Linked DNA regions of Mus musculus: region 2 is linked to region 1. The links are chromatin contacts, called in public promoter capture Hi-C maps. All regions are on one chromosome and are shown on one strand. The core of a region is the stretch at or near the end of the contact, and the rest is flanking DNA. Distances in the headings are between cores, read along the strand shown.

What was found. Capture Hi-C pulls out chosen DNA fragments and counts their contacts.
Region 2: a contact with region 1 is called in a promoter capture Hi-C map of adipose tissue. The contact joins two enhancer-like sites. A contact is called at or near these places in 5 of 39 promoter capture datasets (the 3T3-L1 cell line, the C10 cell line, the HPC-7 cell line and 2 more), 6 of 484 Hi-C or Micro-C datasets (embryonic fibroblasts, liver, nephron progenitors and 1 more), 1 of 115 datasets of contacts at active chromatin or transcription factors (embryonic stem cells) and 2 of 9 other capture datasets (adipose tissue and pancreatic islet).

The regions. Positions count from the first base shown.
Region 1 is chr10:110,875,901-110,881,396 of GRCm38.p6, forward strand. The region is part of intron 2 of 1700020G17Rik (RIKEN cDNA 1700020G17 gene); the gene reads right to left. Among named protein-coding and RNA genes, the nearest start is that of Gm22186, 14 kb to the right of the region's middle. Within about 2 kb of position 2,676, at least 72 of the 459 cell types and tissues checked have an H3K27ac peak or open chromatin away from gene starts, as enhancers often do. A contact at or near this core is called in adipose tissue and uterus, where this site is marked.
Region 2 is chr10:110,950,021-110,955,107 of GRCm38.p6, forward strand. It overlaps Zdhhc17 (zinc finger, DHHC domain containing 17), which reads right to left. Exons shown (of 17, transcript NM_172554.2): 10 at 5,046-5,087; 11 at 541-665. Among named protein-coding and RNA genes, the nearest start is that of Csrp2, 32 kb to the left of the region's middle. Within about 2 kb of position 3,006, at least 116 of the 459 cell types and tissues checked have an H3K27ac peak or open chromatin away from gene starts, as enhancers often do. A contact at or near this core is called in adipose tissue and uterus, where this site is marked.

The DNA of each region.
Region 1 (5,496 bases), core at 1,426-3,925:
TGAGGATTCAGATGTAGAACTCTCAGCACCTTCTTCAGCACCATGTCTGCCTGCATGCTGCCATGCTTCCCACCATGATGACAATGGACTGAACCTCTGAAACCGTAAGCCAGCCCCAATGAAATGATTTCCTTTATGACAATTGCTTTGGTCATGATGTCTCTTCACAGTCTATAACCAAGACAGTGGCTATGAGAATATTATCGATTTAAACGAAGTAGCAATAAATCTTTTGACCTAATGTGGTTGAGAGCAGCTTCCCTTGGTGTCTGTAGGGGATTTGTCCCAAAACCACCCCCTAAGATCCAAACTCCTAGGATGCTTGCCCCCTGTAAAACAGGGAACATCGTCTACACAACTGCTCCCACAATTTAACATCTCATAAGGAATCCTCAAGATTCCTTATGAGGCCTAACAGAATGCATGTGCCCCGTGAATAAGTGTCACACTGTATCATTTGAGAAATAATGACAGAGGAAAAAGTTCATATGCTCAATAGGGATAAATTTTCTTTGTAAATATTTCTATTCACAAGTGGTTGGATCCACAGACCATGAGCTGACAGACACAGGCGCAGACTGTATATGAATCCTAAGTACAGCTTTTCAAACACAGAAAAAACTGAAAATGCCTGACCTTATACAACCCCTCAGCATGACCCCCTCTCAACAAAACAGCATAATACCACATTGCCCATCCATGGCTCATTGAGAAGGAGAATATTAACAAAACAGGTAACTTTACAAATACCAACTTCTGGAAATTTCCATATAGGACTGTGAGGAATCTCAGGAAGAGAGAAATAAATCAAAATAAAAATTAGAAAACACACACACAAAAAAAAAAAAAAAAAAAAAACATGGGATGGGGATGACCTCAGTCAAAATGCCTCACAGTGGGGAGATGGACCCTGAAGTGACCACCTCAAGTAGATAGACAAGGCCCCAGTAGAGGGATGGGGTCAACAATCTACCTTCAAATTTTTTGACCCAGAATTGTTTCTGTCTAAAAGAAATACGGGGATAAAAACAGAGCAGAGATTGAAGGAAAGGCCATCCTGTGACCAGCCCAACTTGGGATCCATCCCATGGTTGGGCATCAGCCCCTGACACTGTTACTGATGCCATGCTGTGCTTGCAGACAGGAGCCTACAATGGCTGTCCTCTGAAAGGCTCGACCTGCAGCTGATGGAGACGGGTACAGAATCTCACAGCCTACCATTGGACTGAGGCTGGAGACCCTTATGAAGGATTATAGGAGCTGAAGGGGATGGAAGCCCCATAAGAAGAACAACAGTATAAGCCAACCTGGATCCCTCATAGCTCCCAGAGACTGAGCCACCAACCATAGTATACATACATGGGCTGGTCCATGGCCCCTGGCACATATGTAGCAGAGGACTGCCTTGTCTGGCCTCAGTGGAAGAGGATGCACCTAATCCTGTAGAGACTCGATACCCCAGGGAAGGGCAATGTAATGAGGGGGTGAGTTAGGGGGAATCAGGTGGGGTGAGCACCCTCTCAGAGGCAAAGGGGAAGGGCCATGGAGTGAAGAACTCTTGGAGGAAGGACAAGGATGGGGGCAACATTTGGAATGTAAATAAAACAATTAAAATAAAAGAAATTGCAAATAAACACCAGAGAACCAAATGCTGACAGTTTTTTTTTATGAAGCTAATAAAACAAAAACAATGACCAAATAGAAATCCTGCTAAACTTATTAAGAGGAAAAAAAATTATAGACTGTGCTAATGTATTAGGAATTTTTAAAGGGGACCTATAGACGTTGTCTTTAAATCATCTGCGTTACTTTTTGACTATTTTTGATAAGATGGATCAAACAAAATCTAGCCCCAATAAATGCTAGATTCGTTGAGTCACTTTAGAACACTTCGGGGACAGGCAATTCAGCATAGAACGAGCCAAAGCTTTTACTCTTGTAACTCAAGCCTGACCCTGCTTCTCTCAGTCGCTCTCATCTATTCTCCTTCATGCTCCTTCTGCTGCTGGTAGGATGACACTTTCTGGAATTTCTCCAAACTACATCCCAGAGCAAAGCATAAGACCTCCTCAGTGGCTCAGTAGATGGGTCCTTGTGTGTTATTGCCTCTGGTTGGCGCCTGAGCCCTCATCACTCAGTCACTGTGCTCTGATAGGCTGGACCTGTATCCCACACATTCTGCTGGAGAGCAGGAGCAGGCTTACCTACCCTCTGCTAGGCTGAGCAAGTTACCATGACTAGCTGCCTGGCAAAGCTAACAGCTGTGTGCGCGCCTATCGCTTTGGGCAAAGATTTGATTTCAAAGCAAGCTCCGACGCTATCAGCTCCCCGAGAGAATTTGATCTTTTACAGGTAGTGACTCAATACTGTTCCTGGAATTTGAGGGGGGTTCCCGCCATCACCTGATGATACAGGGGAAGCTGAAGCCACCATTTTAGGTTCTTAGTTTTATTAGGAAAATGATTTAAGAATGGATTTCCCTGTCCCAAAAAACCAAAAACCAAAACCAAAACAAACAAACAAAAAGAATGGATTCAAACAGAAGCTCAAAGACAATTTTATGAGTTTAAAAGTAAAGCTCCCAGGGCAGGCAAGCTGCAGATCTCAGCAGTGGCCCAGAGGAGGGTAACTGAGAAGCCAAGGGGCTGTTTATGCTGGTACTGAGGACTATACAGCAGCAGTGCGGTGGGGTGGTGGGGAGGAAAGCTTTAGAGAAACAGTAAAAATGCCCAAAGCATGAGAGAAGGTGTGCTTAGGTTCTGGCCAGGATCTGAAAGTCAGAGACAGAAAAAAGGAAAAAGAAAAAGCCTTGCCTTGCTGACTCAGGCCATAGGCGGGCATTAAAGGAGAATTTGTTCTGCCTATCTCTTTAGCCTGGCTTAAGGCGAGCCTGCCTTCCTTAAGAAGACAATTGAATTGACCTCACTGGAATGTGGAATGTTGGGTCTGCAGCCAGAGCAGTGTCTCTTCTCTTGACCAGGGCTTTTTCTTTAATGGATTTTGCTGCTTCACTAACAATACAAAGCCTAAATGGCGTGCCAGAAATGACTGTATGGATTTGGTTAAATTTGGTTCGGAATTGTTTCAAAGATGTATTTGCCAACAAAATGTCCTCAGAGTCAAATCCTAAAAGTCACCGTGTCCCTTTCAGGTTTGTCTATAAAAACAGATTCTACTTAAAATCAGCACCATGCGCTATAAAGTTTGTTCTTTGTTTATGTACTAAAAGAAAAAAAATCTCCTAGTGCTGCCTTGTCTGGGCTTTACATTTATAGCTGGGAAAACAAAAACAAACCACAAGGACCTTAGTTATTTGGGGACTAGGGTGGGGGTGGGGTGTTCAAGAGGACACTGAGACAGATTACTAGGGAGTGAGAAGTTTATTAGCAGACTTGGTGCCATGAAGAAGACAGACAGAAGTAACAGTGTGATGGAGAACTCGGAGGAGTGCTCAGACCCGAGCAGCAAAGATAGACAACATGCAGAGAGAGTCTCTGGGGAAACCAGCCACAGCCAACATGTACAGGAGCAAGCTTCTTCTTAGAGCTTGTCTCCTTCTGATGCTGAGAAAGGTTGGAGTGGCCACCAGGCTCTGGGATTCTCTTGCAGGATGCAGGGGAGGGGGCAGGGAACAAGAAATGTGATGTTTACATAAACGTCTGAGATAAGATGTCCTGGCTCCAGGACAGTGTTTTAGTAGAGTGCCTGTCTGGACCTGTGCAGGGCAGAGGGGGCTGCTGCGGATACAGCGGCCTGAGCAGAGCCTGGATCCTCACTTTGCGTTCTTACAGCCTCCATCTCTGCCCTCCCCAAACTGACAGGAGCAGGCTGAAGATCAAAAGAAATGTCCAACTGTCCCAGGACTGGAATTATTCCTACATCCCTCCCTAACAGTTCACACTTCAGGTTTCATGGGTCATTAAATCTGGCCAAGAGAAAACAGTTTGTTCCAGTGGGAAGTTCTGCAGTCACTGTGAAATGTGGCTTTAGTCTTTAGCCCAATTCCTTGGAGAATTGGGTGGGGCGGGAGAGAACAACTTGTCCAGCCTGTAGTCTAGACTCTAGCCCGATTGAAAGTGCCTCGCAATAGGCTTTGAAGGGTGGGTGGTCTGAGGGAAGAGAAGAGGCTGAGAAAAAGGACAAAGAACTGGAAGCATAAAAAGAGCAATAGAAAGTTAGGGGATGGTGGGTGAAGACTTGAAGAAGAGTGGGCGACAGGTTGAATCCTGCCTTCTGAAACATGGATAAATATCCATCTATGCCCACTGTCGGCTCTCATTCAAGGAAGGACGCCTCCTTCGAATGGTTCAGTGAATATTTCAAATGATCTTCAAAACTTTGAACAAAAGCACTATTGACTGAAGACACAGAGGACTAATTTTATGCCATCTTGACTCAATTACGCACGAAGGGGAATAATTAACTCCATATAAAATTTCATGTTATATTCATGGCATACCTCTTAGCTAAAATGGCTCATTTTAGCATTCTCTTACATACTTGGCTAACAAATGATATTTGATTTTAAAAAACAAAGGAAAGTAATCAAAATGTAAATTCTAATGGTGCAAACTATGCATTTCAAACAAGGAGAATAATTGCAGATATACAACTTAAAAGGCTAGTCTCTGAAGGAGAGAGACAATGGTTGATGTAAAATATTTCTACCGGTCAACAGATCTCTTTAGAATAAAAAAAAATGATGAATGCAATTTACATTTCTCAGTGAACATAAACAAAATGGTCCCCCAAATTATTTGTTATTAAGAAATCAAGATAAATAAACGTTATGATGATATAACTATTTTGCACACCAACTAGATTTTTTAAAAAAAAATGTCAGAATGCCGCACCAATGTGAGGAATAAAATGTAAACATCGTATCAGTGAAAACACTTAGAGATTCCTACTTGGTTCTCTTTAGAAAGCAGAAAGCAGTTGAGTTTGTAGATCCCTGGATAAACTGGTTCCCACAGGTGAAGCTGTTGTATCTCCACCATAAGGGAGATCATGTCTCTGTTTGGAACACCGGTTAGTGTTTCCCTGAGCATATTCTTCAGGGCCTACCTCACCTGGCCTTGTCACATGGCCAGCTCCTGTTCCCCAGGACTGGATCACATGTCCTCATCTCTACTGAGAAACCTTTTTCAGGTTCCGACAATGCTCTTTCCGTCCTCCAGTGCCCACTGAGGCTATTCCTAACACCCTACTTAAAATAACAAGCTCTCCCTGCCTCAGGTACATCTGTGGGTATGTTCCAATACTGACTCTAGTTAGAGGTATTCAAACAAGCAGTGTAGCTTAACCATTACATCTGGAATCCAAAGATGGAGCCGCAGATTTTAGCCATCCAGTAGATCACCTCTTAGTAAAATTAGCCTCACTCAAAAATCCTCTTGAAGCAGATCTTGAGATAAGGATATGTGTGCAGATTGTCTGCTCACAAGGTGACTCCAACCTCAGAAACAGAGGAGCAGAAACGAGTGAGATAAACCA
Region 2 (5,087 bases), core at 1,756-4,255, 74 kb after region 1:
CCAGACAGGTCCACTTCCTGGTCCTCCTGCTACTGCCTCCTGAGGGCCAAGATTATATATGGCATTCAGCTAAAACAGCTCTTACTTAACAAATCTGCAATGCCCAGCCCAGTTACCTACTGACAAAAAACTTCACATACATTTAGCCTCAAGTTCGTGTCAAAGGAAAACAATGCCTACACCAGTCATATACTGTATTTTGGCTACTGGAGTGGGGTATCTGTACTCTCAATTGACTGGGTTTCAAGTTTAGTGGGTAATTTAACAACCATGTCCTTGGGGTGAGTGCTAGAGAGATGTTTCCGATATAACATTCACCTCTGAAAAGCAGCAGAGCATCTTTGTAAAGGAGAGAGATGTCAGTCACACAGCGTGTGACTGTGTGCCATCACAAGGGCACCAGGACGGACACCACTTAAAATATGGGCCCGCACAATTCTGCTTGGGCTGTCACCAATTCTAAGAGTTCCTGCCCTTCCCTGACTCTGCTGCAACTACCGAGAAACTGGCGGTTAGTTAGTTAGCTGGGTATATCACCACCTTTTTCTTTTGTTCTTCTGTAGCTTTAATAATCCCTGGATCTGATTTCCAAGACTTTCCAAAATTGTAGAAAAGAGCAACGCTGTTGGCAAGGAAGGGGAGGTGGATGAACAGGAAGTTGAGATGTGTCCAAGTTAAGGAATCCGAGACAGCAGTAATAGGCAAGCTCTTCCAGGGGGCTATAGTGCACATGCTCTTACCACACAAGAACATCTATCGGCCAAAAGGGTATGTTTTCTAAGTCCGATTATACTTTCCCATAATAACCATTTCTAAGTATGAAAGGAAAAATGTGACTTTCTATTAATTCACCTTACATAATACTTTGAAAGTCAGCAAACATTAAAAAACTCAGAGCCGGGCGTGGTGGCGCATGCCTTTAATCCCAGCACTTGGGAGGCAGAGGCAGGCGGATTTCTGAGTTCAAGGCCAGCCTGGTCTACAAAGTGAGTTCCAGGACAGCCAGGGGTATACAGAGAAACCCTGTCTCAAAAACACCAGAAAACTCGGTAGATTAGGTGATCAATATTGCTTTTAACAAAATGAAGTTATTTTCACATTTAAAGTTAAACACATACTTTTTTTCTTGCACTAAAAATTTTATATACTATATAAATATGTACAGATATAAAACTCTTGAGATACCTGCCATGATTAGCTTTAGCTGTCCACTTGACATAACCTAGACTCACCAGGGAGGGCTCAACAGGGATATGGTCAGACCTAGCTCAGTCTGAGAAGTGCCGCCCCAGCAGGGGGCCCTGAACAATGCAGGGGTGAGGCTATCAAGCTGAGGCCAGGCAAGGAAGCAGGTAAGCATTTTAGCTTTAGGAAACATTTTTAAACTTTCCTAAAATAGCAAGGGTTACAACAAATGCACCAGGCCATTTACAAATATAAAAGAATGAGAAACTATAAAAAATATTGCTAAAGCAACACAGCCCTGAATAGAAAATATCTGGTTGACTCAATAGCATTTTTAAGATGTGATGCTGAGATAACTAACATACAAGAATGCTGAAAGAAGCCGGGTGGTGGTGGCGCATGCCTCTAATCCCAGCACTCAGGAAGCAAAGGCAGGCGGATTTCTGAGTTCGAGGCCAGCCTGGTCTACAAAGTGAGTTCCAGGACAGCCAGGGCTATACAGAGAAACCCTGTCTCTGAAAAAAGAAAAAAGAAAAAAGAAAAAAAAAAAAAAGAATGCTGAAAGATGTCATGAACATGTACCTGCTTATATTTTACATGAAGGACAGTTACAAAGACAACTTGAATGAGATAATCTACATGTGTTTGATTAAAATCTGAACACTGAACAACCACATCAAATACAAGAGAAGCAGAAAGGGGACTCATTATCAGCACCTGCTAAGCAATCCCAGCACACAGCTCCGTAGTGACACATCGACCTCTGCACCAGCACTGATCAAAAAAAACACTGCCAAGTCTTCTGGCAAAAAGCATTATCTTACTCTTTTAACTGTGAGCTTCAAAACACACACACACACACACACACACACACACACACACACCCATGCACACATACACACACACACGCGCACACACACACACACACACACACTAGTAGATGTAAACAGCCAGATCAGATGGTAAAGTGGTATTATCCAGACACCAAAGCAGACAGGAAAACACAACAATTATTCTAAAGCCTATCTATCAGAGAAAACATCAAAGTCTGAGTAACTTCGCTTTGGTTAATCACAGAAGAGATGAAAGATGGACAGAAATGGCCTAACAACTGCACCAGCACACTCTCAAGAAAAATCAAAGGAGAAAAGTTACAGCAGCCACAAGGCAAAGAATCCAGTCTGGAAGACAACCAAACCTAACGAACGAACTGAAAACGTTCCAGAATTGATTTAAATAGGAGGGCTAGTGAGATGGCTCAGTGGGTAAAGGTAAAAACACGTGCCGTGCACACATAAACACCCGAGTCCAACACACATAACCTGCACGGAAGAAGAAAGCCAACTCCCAATGTGCTCCTCTGAGCCGACAGACCAGACACCATGGCAGGAACTTGCCACATCATACACACAATAGTAATAATAAAAAGTGAAATATAAATCCTACCAAATAACAATTTAAGGCTAAGGCAATAAGACAGATAAATAGGTGCTTCTAGAAATAAGCAAGCAAACTGAGACCAAGAAACCAATACCTACCAATAAACTAAGAAAACTTAAACAGAGACTGAAAAGGCTAATGCCCTAGGCTGGGCTTGAACTCTCAACCCTACCTCAGCCTACCAAGTGCTGTGACAGTAACTGTGTGCCACCACTTCCAGAAAACTTCCAATCTTAATGCCTTCTTTCTTAAATAAAGGTAGTTTTTATTTGTTCGTTTTCTCTTGAATGCATTTCTGAGCTTCAGTAGAGCCAGAGCGCTCACTCCTAGCCAAGCACTGTTGAGTCTGGGCTAGAGGTGAACCGCTCCCAAAAGCTGGCATCTTTCCCTTGGGCGTGCACTTACGTCCGCAGGGTTACAAGATTTATTTCTAAAGGTCAACCTTACAAAGGTCAGAAGAAAATGATCTTTTTTATAAAGGAAAATAAATGCTGATGTAAAAAAAAAGTATTACTGCTTTTGACGTTTAGTCATTACACACTGATGCTAAGGTTCAATGGATTCAACAGAAACCCAAACCAAAGTACACACAGCAAGGCCTGTAGACTGGCAACAGAAGGCTGACCTCATCCAAGAACACACTGGAAAGCCCAGCCAGCTCTCCCCAGCTGCCTTTCTGTAATGACAGCGTGACCTCGGGAACCAGAGCACTTGGTCTTATGCCCAGAATGTGCTGAAAAAGCAGAGTACTACTTTCTAACTTGTTGCTATTACGAAGAGTAAAGGAATCAGAGAATGAATTAAGAAGTTAAAAAAAAAAAGAACCCAGCAGTACAGGCCTTCAGCCCAAGGCACTTGGAAGCTGAGGCAGGACTCCCTTGATGACAGAATCCCAAAACAGGTCTGACTACAAGATAAAACCTTCTCAAAACCAAACAAGCCAGATGGTGTGGTAAATAGGCTTGTGTGTAATTACAGTGCCAAACTATACTGTTTTTAAAAAGTATTTTATGCTGGGTGTGGTGGCACATGCTTTTAAGCCCAGCATCTGGGAGGCAGAGGCAGGTGAATCTCTATGGGTTTGAGGCCAGCCTGGTCCACACTGTGAGTTCCAGGACAGCCAAGGTTATTTAGAGAGACCCTGTTTCAAAAATCAAAAAATGAAAAATAGGATTTTATGTTGGTAATTTATTTGGTAATGTATGAAGTGTGTGCTTGATATATTAATTGTACTTTCTTTATGAAGCAAAAGATATTGAGCAAAGACTTATTAAGTAATAAATAAATAAATAAATAAATAAATAAATAAATAAGACTAATAAAGTCCCTAACACTTGGGAAGCTGAAGCAGGAGGATTGCTGTGAACTCCAGGTGAGTTTATACTATATAGCAAGACCCCACTGCAAATGACTCTATGGGTTTGGACAGCTTTCAATCCTACCTTTACCAAAGACCAGCTATATTATATAGCCTTGGGCTCCTAAGGCCTAAATTTTCCCATCAACAAAATGAGCTAACACTAGCTTACAAGATATGGGTGATTTTTTTTTCACTTTTTTTTTATTAGGTATTTTCCTTGTTTACATTTTCAATGCTATCCCAAAGGTCCCCCATACCCACCCCCCCAATCCCCTACCCACCCACTCCCCCTTTTTGGCCCTGGCGTTCCCCTGTACTGGGGCATATAAAGTTTGCAAGTCCAATGGGCCTCTCTTTGCAGTGATGGCCGACTAGGCCACCTTTTGATACATATGCAGCTAAAGACAAGAGCTCCCGGGTACTGGTTAGTTCATATTGTTGTTCCACCTATAGGGTTGCAGTTCCCTTTAGCTCCTTGGCTACTTTCTCTAGCTCCTCCATTAGGGGCCGTGTGACCCATCCAATAGCTGACTGTGATCATCCACTTCTGTGTTTGCTAGGCCCCGGCATAGTCTCACAAGAGAGAGCTATATCTGGGTCCTTTCAGCAAAATCTTGCTAGTGTATGCAATGGTGTCAGCATTTGGAAGCTGATTATGGGATGGATCCCTGCATATGGCAATCACTAGATGGTCCATCCTTTCGTCACAGCTCCAAATTTTGTCTCTGTAACTCCTTCTATGGGTGTTTTGTTCCCATTTCTAAGAAAGGGTAAAGTGTCCACACTTTGGTGTTCGTTCTTCTTGAATTTCATGCGTTTGGCAAGTTGTATCTTATATCTTGGGTATCCTAAGTTGATATGGGTGATTTTTAAACGGAGTGACTACTGGCTGCAGTGGTGTTTGTGGCTGTTGCCGTTTCTAAGGACCCTACACTAGGTATGAAGTATTCCTTACTTATCCACATCAGCTCCCACCGTCCCTAGGTAGAGGAGCTCCCTAAGCACAGCCACAGATGCCTGCGTCAGACGGCAGCAAGCACATTCCCACAGTGAAGGATATCATTCCAGAACCAGAAGAACCATGTCACATACATCCAGAATT